Regions from separate parts of the Capra hircus genome. Here region 1 is linked to region 2. A link is a contact called in public Hi-C data. All regions are on one chromosome and are shown on one strand. Each heading gives the region's core, a stretch centred on a gene start, on an enhancer-like site or on the middle of the called end of the contact. The rest is flanking DNA. Distances are from core to core; before and after follow the strand shown.

Region 1 (5,410 bases), core at 1,432-3,931, 140 kb before region 2:
TAAATATTAATGAAAGTCAATTGTTTTGATCACATTTATTGAGGAATTTCTCCTTAATTTGAATATCTTTATTGTATGCTAAATTCCTGTGTGTTTAGAGATGGTTCTGAACTTTCCATTGTGCTTCACTGAGCTATCTGCTTACTGTGAGAATACCCCTGTTTGTATAACTATAGCTTTCTAATCTATTTTTCTCCCTATCTTTATTCTTATTTTTCAAATTTGTCTTGACTATTCCTGCCCATTCAATCTTCCATTGCAATTTAGAATCAACTTATTAAGAGCTTTTGATTGACAATGCTTTAAATTTATTAACTAACTTGGAAAGACTTAAATACTTTTTTATATGCAAATAAACTGTGATGTTGGAGAAGACTCTTGAGAGTCCCTTGGAAACCAAGGAGATCAAACCAGTCAATCTTAAAGGAAATCAACCCTGAATACTCTTTGGAAGGGCTGATGCTGAAACTAAAGCTCCAGTACCTGACCACCTGACGCGAACAGCTGACTCCTTGGAAAAGACCCTGATGCTGTGAAAGATTGAAGGCAGATGATGAGGACAACAGAGGATGAGATGGTTGGATGGGATCACCAATTCAATGCACGTGATCTTGAGCAAAGTCTGGGAGATGGTGAGGGACAGGGAAGCCTGGCATGCTACAGTCCAAAGGGTCACAAAGAGTTGGACACGACTTGGCAACTGAACAACAGCAAAACTTCTTTTTTGCTGATTGTCCCCAGTTGTGGCATGCAGTTCACAAGGTAGCCACAACGTGGCGGTAGTAGCAAAGGAGGTGAACCTCGTTCCCTCATGAGAAACCCAGTAAGAGGCTGAGACTGAATGCGGCAAAGTGAGCTTGCAATTATCTGCACGTGATACCTTACACTTATTCTGCATCGTTTACAAGTATTTCATTCACATGATTTCCCTTGGAACAGATGGAGAAGGTTATCTTTTATAGAGGGAAAAAATGAAGTCCAAAGAGGTTAAAAGACTTTTCTGGGACATGCAGCCGCCATTCTGGGAGATGAGGTGCCCGCAACTCTCCAGGTCAAGTTCAGTTCTCTTTCCATTCATGCCCCTGCATGTTTCAGACTTCTCCACACTAATTGAATATAAAAGTAGTGGAAACTAAAATCCAAAGCAACAGCAGGAGAATGTATGCCGGACCATCCTGCCTATGTTCAAAATCACTTCTATGTGTGTTTCTCTCTCTCCTTTCACTAATTTGGATGGTCCCTAAACCTGTGCATTTTCCCTCTGTGACTATCTCACATCTACCTTTTCTCTCTTCCCCAAATCATCTCTATTTCACTTCTTATTCAGTTCAGTTCAGTTCAATCACCCAGTCGTGTCTGACTCTTTGCCACCCCATGGACTACAGCACGCCAGGCTTCCCTGTCCATCACCAACTCCCAGAGCTTACTCAAACTCATATCCACTGAGTCGGTGATGCTATCCAACATCTTATTCTCTGTCATCCCTTTCTCCTCCTGCCTTCAATTTTTCCCAGCATCAGGGTCTTTTCCAGTGAGTCAGTTCTTCGCATCAGGTGGCCAAAGGATGGGAGTTTCAGCTTCAGCATCAGTCCTTTCAATGAATATTCAGGACTGATTTCCTTTAGGATGGACTGGTTTGATCTCCTTGCAGTCCAAAGGGACTCTCAAGAGTCTTCTCCAACACCACAGTTCAAAAGCATTGATTCTTTGGCACTCAGCTTTCTTTATAGCCCAACTCTCACATCCATACGTGACTACTGGAAAAACCATAGCTTTGACTAGACGGACCTTTATCGGTAAAGTAATGTCTCTGCTTTTTAATATGCTATCTAGGTTGGTCATAACTTTTCTTCCAAGGAGCAAGCGTCTCAAGTTTTCCCTCCAACTCCTCCGCTTTATCAAGGTAAAAATTTTTATCTGTCAGAGATGGGAAGACTGGGACAAACAAGGTTACTGTTTCAAGGACAGGCTGGCTGGGGTTGAATAGGAAGTTGGTGGGGCTTTTGAAGCAGGTGGGACCTTCTGGGAATATTTGGGTGGGTCGATGCACAAGGTGCCCAGGGCATGGGAAGCTGAGACGTCATCCTTCAGGTGATCATCGCTCTCTGATTACCTGGCGTGACTCAAGTAGGGAAGACGCAGCAGGAGACAGATGAAGGGCTAGTAAAAGGCAGGCATGGACTTTGTGATTTTCCCGGAGATCAGCCCATGCCACAGCCACACTAATGGCCTAGGCTTTGGAATCACTTGTGCTCTAGGCCACGCTGATTCCGACAGCCTCAAGCCAGTGGCTTCAAGGTTCTGATGACTCAGGCTTCTGTTGACTTGTCACCTTCCTCATGATTGGGGCTTTACTTCACATCCAGGTCCAATAATGCTCTTATACCCAAGCACCTGACTGGACTCTGAGCTCAGCTCCCCAGTTCTTCCCGCTCCAGGATCCTGTCTCACGTCCTGAGGGTCTGGTCCAAACCTGGCCTTGCAGGTCTCCCTGACCCTGGACATCTGCCTCCCTGGAGCGCCATCTCTTTTTTGCCCCCGAGCTCCCTGCCATCTAACTCTGCCCACAGGCCAGGGCTCCTCCCGCTATGCCCCTTGCTCCTTCACCGGAACTTCCGGTCCTGCATGCCCGCCCTGATCCACTGGGCTCTGCTTGACCACAGTCCCCTTGCACCTGCTGGAGCTCCGCCCACAGGACTTCTCTCGGTTCCTACTGTGGCGTCCACAAAGACCTCTCCAAGCGCCTCCAAGGACAAGGGCATATAGTCTGTGGACCCTAGGCAACGGGCAGCGAAGGCGATCGTGCTGGGATAAGTGTCCAGCAGCACGGACAGCCCCTCATCACTCATCACCCAGAGGCTGCTGAAGAAGAGCACCCTCACTGGGATCTGTTTTCCAAGAAGACCCGCTGAGTCACTGTGGAAATGCGACGCTGGACCATGCCTCTCTGCACCTGCTGTTTCTACTCCCTGCAAAATCTTCAGAGGAGAAATTAGAAACCTCAGTTTAGCCTTATAAGGCAAATTGGGGCACTTCTCTGGGAAGGCGGGTCTGTGACTCAGGGAAGCCTGCAAGGGGCCTGAGAGAAGGTCTCTGTGCAAGTGTAGTTCAGATATTTACACACACACACATGCACACACACACATACATACCACACACACAGGAGCAGTGCTCTGGTTTGGGAAAGAAGACAGGATTCCTTTGCCTTTACAGGATACCTTTACATACACACATACAAGCTTTACAGATGCTCTCTGTATTTAGTGAATTTTTTTCCTCTAAATTCACAGAACCTGGATTCATTATTGTAAATAGGAGTATGGCGGGTGTTTATTCCCACTATCTAAAAAAAAGGAGGTCTGGGGACTTCCCTGGTGGTTCAGTGGCTAAGATTCTGTGCTTCCAATGTAGGGGGTCCAGGTTCAAACCCTGGTCAGGGAACAAGATCCCACGTGCTGTAACTAAGACCTCATGCAGCCAAATAAATAAATATTTTAAAAGAAGGTCTCTAAGAACTGTGCCTCCAAAAGGAAAACATCAGCTTATAGGGCTTAGCATGGGGTAGGGGCAGGAAAAAGATGGAAACCTTAGCCAATCTGATGAACAGAATCAGAAATTGTGTTAGATTTAAAAAGATTTCAGCAGGCGACAAACATTTCTTAAACAAGCATTGTGAGGTCACAACCTTCAAAAAAATAACACTTTATTTGAAGAGTCATAAAGCACAGACATCCTCACTCCATTCTTCCTTAATCCCACCTTACACCCCCAAGTGAATGCTGGTAAGACCTTATGTAAGTAGAATAAAATAAGGAGAATTGGAAAAAGGCTTTTCCCCCTTCTTTTGGGCTCCAGTTTACCCTGTGGCCTGGCAACAAGGGCTGCTGGATAATTTGTTGAGAAAGTTCACGAGTAGTCTGGACCCTGGAAGGACAAGGAGGTTTGAACTACTAGGGCCGGTCAGAGAGGACCAAACCCAAGTGTTTCTCTTGGTTCAAGTCACCTCCCTCTGTAGCGACTGCCGCCCATTCAAACCCCTGGGTGTGGTCTATGGAGACTTTCGCTGGCTGCGGCCAGCCCACTTCCACCCATGTTCCTACTCAAGGACCAAGAACTAACTCATGCCCCCTGAACAACAGCTACAAGCCTTGCCCACCTCTAATCCCCTGAGATTTTTTTCACATCGTATCTCATTTCCAACTTGGCCATCCAATACTCAATACTATTCTGTACCTGTCTTTATAACCCCCCCCCCTTTTTTTTAATGTTTTGTTTTTTTTTAGCTCACCTCACAGCATGTGGGTTCTTATTCCCTGACTAGGGATGAAGCCCATGGCCCCCTGCGGTGGAAGTGCAGAGTCGTAACCACTGGACCACTGGGGAAGTCTCTGTCCTTATAAAGAAAAGGTGCGTCTTACCTCCTTGCCTAAGCCCCGGCTATAGCACCTTCTTGTTGGCAGGATATTCCTCCACTTCTTCCTTCCACCCCTGGATCTCCAAGTTTCCTGATATTCAACCTGGGTCCCTAGTTAGAACCCTGGTTTTGGAAAGTGCTGTTCAAGGCCCTTCCTGATAACCTATCTTCCACCCATGGCCTACAGACTAATTGCCAAGTAGAGCAGTTCGTATAATATCAGATATACGTTCCTGGTAAATCACCAATATTTACCTATTCTGTGGTACAGAATAGGACGAAACAACAACAGCAGATTAGGTGGCGCTAGAGGTAAGAAATCTGCCCATCAATGCAGGAGACATAAGAGACTAGGGTTTGATCCCTGAGTCAGGAAGATCCCTTGGAGGAGGGCATATTGGGTTGGCCTCCAGTATTCTTGCCTGGGGAAGCCTGTGGACAGAGGAGCCTGGTGGGCTACAGTCCATAGAGTTGCAAAGAGTCAGACCCGGCTGAGTGACTGAGTGCATAGCACAGCACACAGAATGTTTCCACCCTCCTTATCAGCACAGAATTGTGTGTGCGGTCTCGCTGTGCTTGCCCAGCCCAGTCCCCACTGTTTCAGTGGAAAGAGATAAAGGAGATTGTATTATTGTTCCAAATATGCCCCTCCCTGGAAAGGGAGGAAAGCATTTTATCCCCCTGTCCCATGGGCATCAGACTTGTGCGTGTGAACTGTTTTGGTCAATGACTGTGAGCGGAGGTGGGATGTGTTACTTCTGGGCAGAAATTTTAGGAACTGACATTTGCTGCACCGTATTCCTATTCCTTCTGCCACAAGGAACAGCGATGTTCCAAGCAGACGCTACTCTGTCTTCCTGAGTCCCAGAGTGAAGATGACCAGTCGATTTGTAACTGACACATAATCAGTCAGTTCAGTTGCTCAGTCATGTCAGACTGTTTGCGACCCCATGAACCGCAGCACGTCAGGCCTCCCTGTCCATCACCAACTCCTGG
Region 2 (5,144 bases), core at 2,213-4,712:
GTACCCAGACTTAAAAATAGCCCCCCAAATCATCTGTTCCTTTGAATATATGGAAAGATATTTCAAAATACAAGCAAACATAGCTGATTAATTCACTTGAACATTAAATCCCATTGACACAAAGTGTGAGCTTTGTTACACAAGGGATGGATATATTTGCAGGGACAAGATTCCAGAATGCCATTTTTACTTGCATAATTTTGAGAAAGAGGCTTCACAATGATGTTCTGGACTGTTTGGCCATTAAAAACAGCACTGACCATTCCGATCTCCAACACTTTCCTCTGCATGATAAAAAATACTTTGGAAAATGTGACTTCTGTGATCATTGGGAGGAGGCCTGGAAAGGGAGGGCTGAGCTTTCAGAGTGACACAGGAAATCTGTGCTTGTAATGCTCAAGTGTGTGGGTGTGTTCACGTGGGCAGTGCTGGAGAGGAAACGTGAAAGAAAATGTTTGCAAACCATTGCAGGCAGGAGCTGAATGAGAGACTCAGAGTCTATAACATTTACAAAACATATTTGATATCCGTGGAGTATCCTGGGTCAGAGTTAGCGGAAACTACTCCTGCCACCAAAAGCACAGTCTAGAAGAGAAAAAATTGATGGTGACTTTCATCAAAATTAAAACCTTTAGCTCTTTGAAAGGCACTAAGGGAATGAAAAGCAAGCCACAGATTGGGGGCGGGGGGGGGGAATGTTTGCTAATCATATATCTGACAAAGCTATTGTACCCAGAATACATAAAGAATTCTTAAAACTCAACTATAAGTAAACAAACAAACCAATTTTTTTAAATGGATAAAACACCGAACAGATAATTCGCTAAATGAAAAGATGCCAAACATCATCAACCATTAGGAAAACAAAGGAAAACCACAAGAGGTACCTTCACAATCATATTAGAATGACTGAAATAAAATTTCAAAACAAACAGTATGGACTGGTAATGATGAGAAGCAACTGGGACTTTAAAACCTGGCTGGTGGGAGTACACAATGGTTCAGCTACTTTGGGAAACAATTTGGTGGTTTCTTACAAAGCTAAACACACACTTACAATATGACCCAGCAGTCCCACTACTCAAAATTTACCCAAGAGAAAGGAGACATTATATTTACACCAAACCTGTAAGCACCATATTTATAGCAGGTGATTCATAACCTCCAAAAATTGGAAGCAATCCCAGTGTCTTTGAATTGACAAGTGGCTACATCTATACGATGGAATAATACTCAGCAATGAAAAGGACGCAACTCTTGATAGAAGTAGGAACATGGATGGACCTCAAATACATTCTGCTGTGCAAAACAGATTGGACTCCAGACAGGCTACATCCTAAACAATTGCATTTATACAGCATTTAGGACAAAGAAAAACTATAAGGACAGAGGACAGATGAGGGGCTGCCCAGGGTTGGCCACGAAGGGTTGATTAAAAAGAGATGGTGCTGGACCTGTCTATATCTTGACTGTGATGGTTATCATATGACTCTAGGCACTTTTCAAAATGCATACAACTGCAGACCAAAGTAAATATGTTTCACTAGATGTGAATTTCAAAATAATTCTTTCATCCACTCTCATTTGTTGTATCTTTGTTACACAGAACCACCTGACATTCTCACTTCCTCCTGACCTTCAAAAGTTTCCATAGCTAATATAAGTTCTGAATGGAAAAAAAGTGACTCCTACCATCCCACAGTGACTTGGGTGAGGTGAGTGACCTCAAAAAACAAGGGAATGTCAGGAGGACCAAAATATTAAGCCAAATCTCCCCAGAGAGTAAGGGAGCAGGATCACAGGAAGGGTGGACGGTAGCCCTGCAAAGCCTGGTCCACCTCATGGCCCGCCATCCCCAGCACCAAACCTACATCCAAGGAAGAAAGTCTAACCATGATCCTCATCCAGATGACTAATTTTGGTGTCCCAGGCTAACAAGGCAACACAGCCATGCTGTTTCCTCACCTCAACATTTCTTCATTCCAGTGTTACCATGTTGTAGTACAAGGGAGAGCACAATGATAGGCAAGCTGGGGGGTGAGAGACCCCTAAAAGGAGTTCTCTGGTGGCAAGCAGCAGAAGTCCCACTGGGTAATGTTTCTGAGGCCTGATTTTCCAGGCCTGGTTTTGCTGCTAACTTACTGTGCTCTTATTTGAGCAGTTTACAGAATTGATTCATGTTTTATCATTGTCTTACCAGACTTTTTTTTTTTTTTGGCTGCAAAAAACAGACTCTGAATCAAGCTGGTTAATATAGATAGATAATAGATGGATAGATAGACACATATGTACATACATACGTATATACACACAAACACACATACATGAACCAATAGCTAGATCAATCAATCGTTCTTAATGGGGGATGTTTTTACCCCGGGGGATAGTTGGCAATGTCCAGAGATATTTTGTTTGTCACAACTTGGAGGGTTGCTATTGCCATGAGGTGGAGAAGTCCAGGGATGCTGGTAAATACCCAACAGTGTTCAGGGCAGCCCTCCCAGGAAACATATGTCCAGACCAAAATGGGCCAGTGCTGAAGTTGACAAACCCTGATATAGACACATGTATATACATAATGTATGTTTGTGCATGTGCGCAAAAGTTTTTTTAGGATGGAAAATTATTTTAAAAAACTAAGGCAATTTGGGGAAAAAGACCATGGCTCAGGATGATTAGAAATTAAGATACATTTTGCAAGTTTTGAGCTCTTAAGAGTTGAAGGACCTTTCTCTCAGCGCCCTACAGTTTGCAGGGTCTTATTGCAAATGCTCATTGTCTGTGAACCTCAGGCTGAGAGAGAACAAGCTAGATGCAGCTTGAGTCAGCTCTGTCCAAGGGCAGACCTGCAAAGGCTGAGCCTGTGGCCACCCATGGAGATGGGCTAGAAGCCAAGAGGGGGAGCTGGGAATATATCCCCCAAGACGTTATTGATCGTATCTGTAAAGTGATGACAAGGACACCTACCCACTAGAAGCCTACCATTAGATAAATGACCGTGCTTCTCAAGTCCCTTGGAAGTAGAAGCAATAGGTTTCTCCTTGAAATGGAATTCATAAGCTTTCTTTTTTCGCCCTTGAAGAACAGTTTGCATTTTTTATGCTACTATACAACAAATGGAACCATAACTTATGTTCCCCTGTTTGCATAATTGACCACAAACATTTATAAGTTTTGCTTGCTTATGTCAGTCCCAAGTTTTACTCTCTTAGAGCTATCAGGATATGAAGGGTAATTTTCCACCTGAGCTTTATGGTTTAAGGACCAAGTGAGTGTACAGAAAGTACAGTCAGCCCCCTCCCCAACATAGCAAGTGGGGGCCAAAATCAGTCATCTGCAGCACAAGACCACGTTATTTTGAAGCTAATGAAATGGCAGGGTGGCCTTGAACCAGCTCAGCTGCCCAAGGGTGCTCCAGAGGTCTGGCTGGGCCAACACATCCGCTCCAGCTGCAGCTGGGTGTGCTGCCCTCTGGTGGCCACAGTCCACTTCAGCTTACACATCCATGACCGGGATGCGGTCCAGGATGCCAGGACCTGCAGGTCAGCAACAAGAAGCAGTTCTAGGAACTTCCTAGTTAGTCGTCACCCTCAAATTGCCCCAGGCCAGGAACGCTGTGGGGCCAGGAAAGGCTGTGAACTAGGGAACCGTGTGGCCTTTTCCCACCACTCAGTCTTCTCTCCTTTCACTCTCTACACACGACACCCAGAAAACACCCTTGGACAAGGCAGAGGACGGACCCATGTGCCCACTGCATTGTGTTTAATTATCACCAGGTTCCTTACTGAGGGTTTTTTTTTTTTTTTTTTTTGGTGCTTGGAAACATGAAATAGTGATTTTAGCCTTTGTATAGACTCCTTTGAGAATCTGCACATAAAATTTTTCATACAAATTTGGGAGGGTTGTGGACTTACCCAAGGCAGTCCAGGACACAGTTTGTCACCCTATTCAGCAGCTTAAACCCTGTGACTTGGTCCTGACCTCTCTTGAGAACAGCTGACGCTCAGTCACCTGCATGTTCTTCCAAAATAGCTTCAGAAACCAAAAGTTCTACTTCCTTCTCTTAAAGAAATTCAGAATCGTCTCTCTGAATCAAACCATTACTCCACATTAGTAAGGGAAGCAGAAAAAACATGCATTGATCTTATTTTTACTCATGAATTTCACTGGGGTGGAGAAAAGTTAGCAGGCCACAGGACAGTCCCCAGATATACCACAAAAATCTCCAAGGTCACCTGTTTAGATTCCAGGCTCTGTTGTTGGCAGCAATGCCCTAAAAGTGAGGGAAATAGACAAAGCCCTTCCTTCAAGGCGCTTATAGTCGAGTAGGAATTGGAGATCATAAAATGAAATCAAATAAATATCATTTCTGGTACTAAAGTGCTGTAAAGAAAATAAAATAAAGTAATGAGATAAAGAGAGACTGGAGTAGGGGGATGTTATTATACTAGATACTGTGGGCAGGAAAGACATCTTCAGAGAGAGGCTATTTGAACTGAAGTCAAATGGACAAAAGGTCATGGTAAGAGCTGGGGAAGGGCATGTCAGAGAGACGGTGGCAAGACAGACCTCTAGGTGACCTTGAACTCCAAGTGTTTAAGGAACGAGAAAGTGAGTGTGGCTGAAGGGCAATGTGAGAGAAGCAGAGAAGCAGCAGGTGGGTTGGAGAAAATGGGTGGGATCAGATTCCATAGGCAGGTCTCATTGGTTTGAATCTCATTCTAAATATACTGGAGAAAGCATTCCACAAGTTGATTTCTGCTTTTAAATTCTATTGAGGGGGCAGTTATTCAATGTTCTGAGAAATCAAGACTGATGTTGTAAAAAATCATCTAGATAACAACTTCATTATATTAAAGCAAATAATTGAAGGGGGAAAAAAGAAAAAAAAAAAACACAACTATTGAGACTGGCCACAGTGCAGAGTGTAAATTGTACAGGACAGGATGGGAGACAGGAAGTTAGCAAACAAATGCAGAAGACTTGGCCAGAAATGATGGTGTTTACAGTATCAGAAATAATTTTTAAAAAATCAGATGGGGAACCCAAATCAATAATGAATCAAAAAAATTTTTTCTGATGGGTTAGATGCAGGGTGGGAGAGAAAAAGATGTGTGGAAGATGACTGTAGGTGGAAGCTTGAG

What was found. A called contact is a pair of places that touch in the nucleus more often than the background predicts.
Region 1: a contact with region 2 is called in a Hi-C map of blood, with 2.0 times the contacts expected there. The contact joins two enhancer-like sites. A contact is called at or near these places in 4 of 5 Hi-C or Micro-C datasets (blood and liver).

The regions. Positions count from the first base shown.
Region 1 is chr11:66,985,237-66,990,646 of ARS1.2, reverse strand. No RefSeq gene overlaps it. Among named protein-coding and RNA genes, the nearest start is that of BMP10, 30 kb to the right of the region's middle. Within about 2 kb of position 2,681, at least 1 of the 5 cell types and tissues checked has an H3K27ac peak or open chromatin away from gene starts, as enhancers often do.
Region 2 is chr11:66,842,084-66,847,227 of ARS1.2, reverse strand. All of the region lies in intron 1 of ARHGAP25 (rho GTPase-activating protein 25), which reads right to left. Among named protein-coding and RNA genes, the nearest start is that of ARHGAP25, 19 kb to the right of the region's middle. Within about 2 kb of position 3,462, at least 1 of the 5 cell types and tissues checked has an H3K27ac peak or open chromatin away from gene starts, as enhancers often do.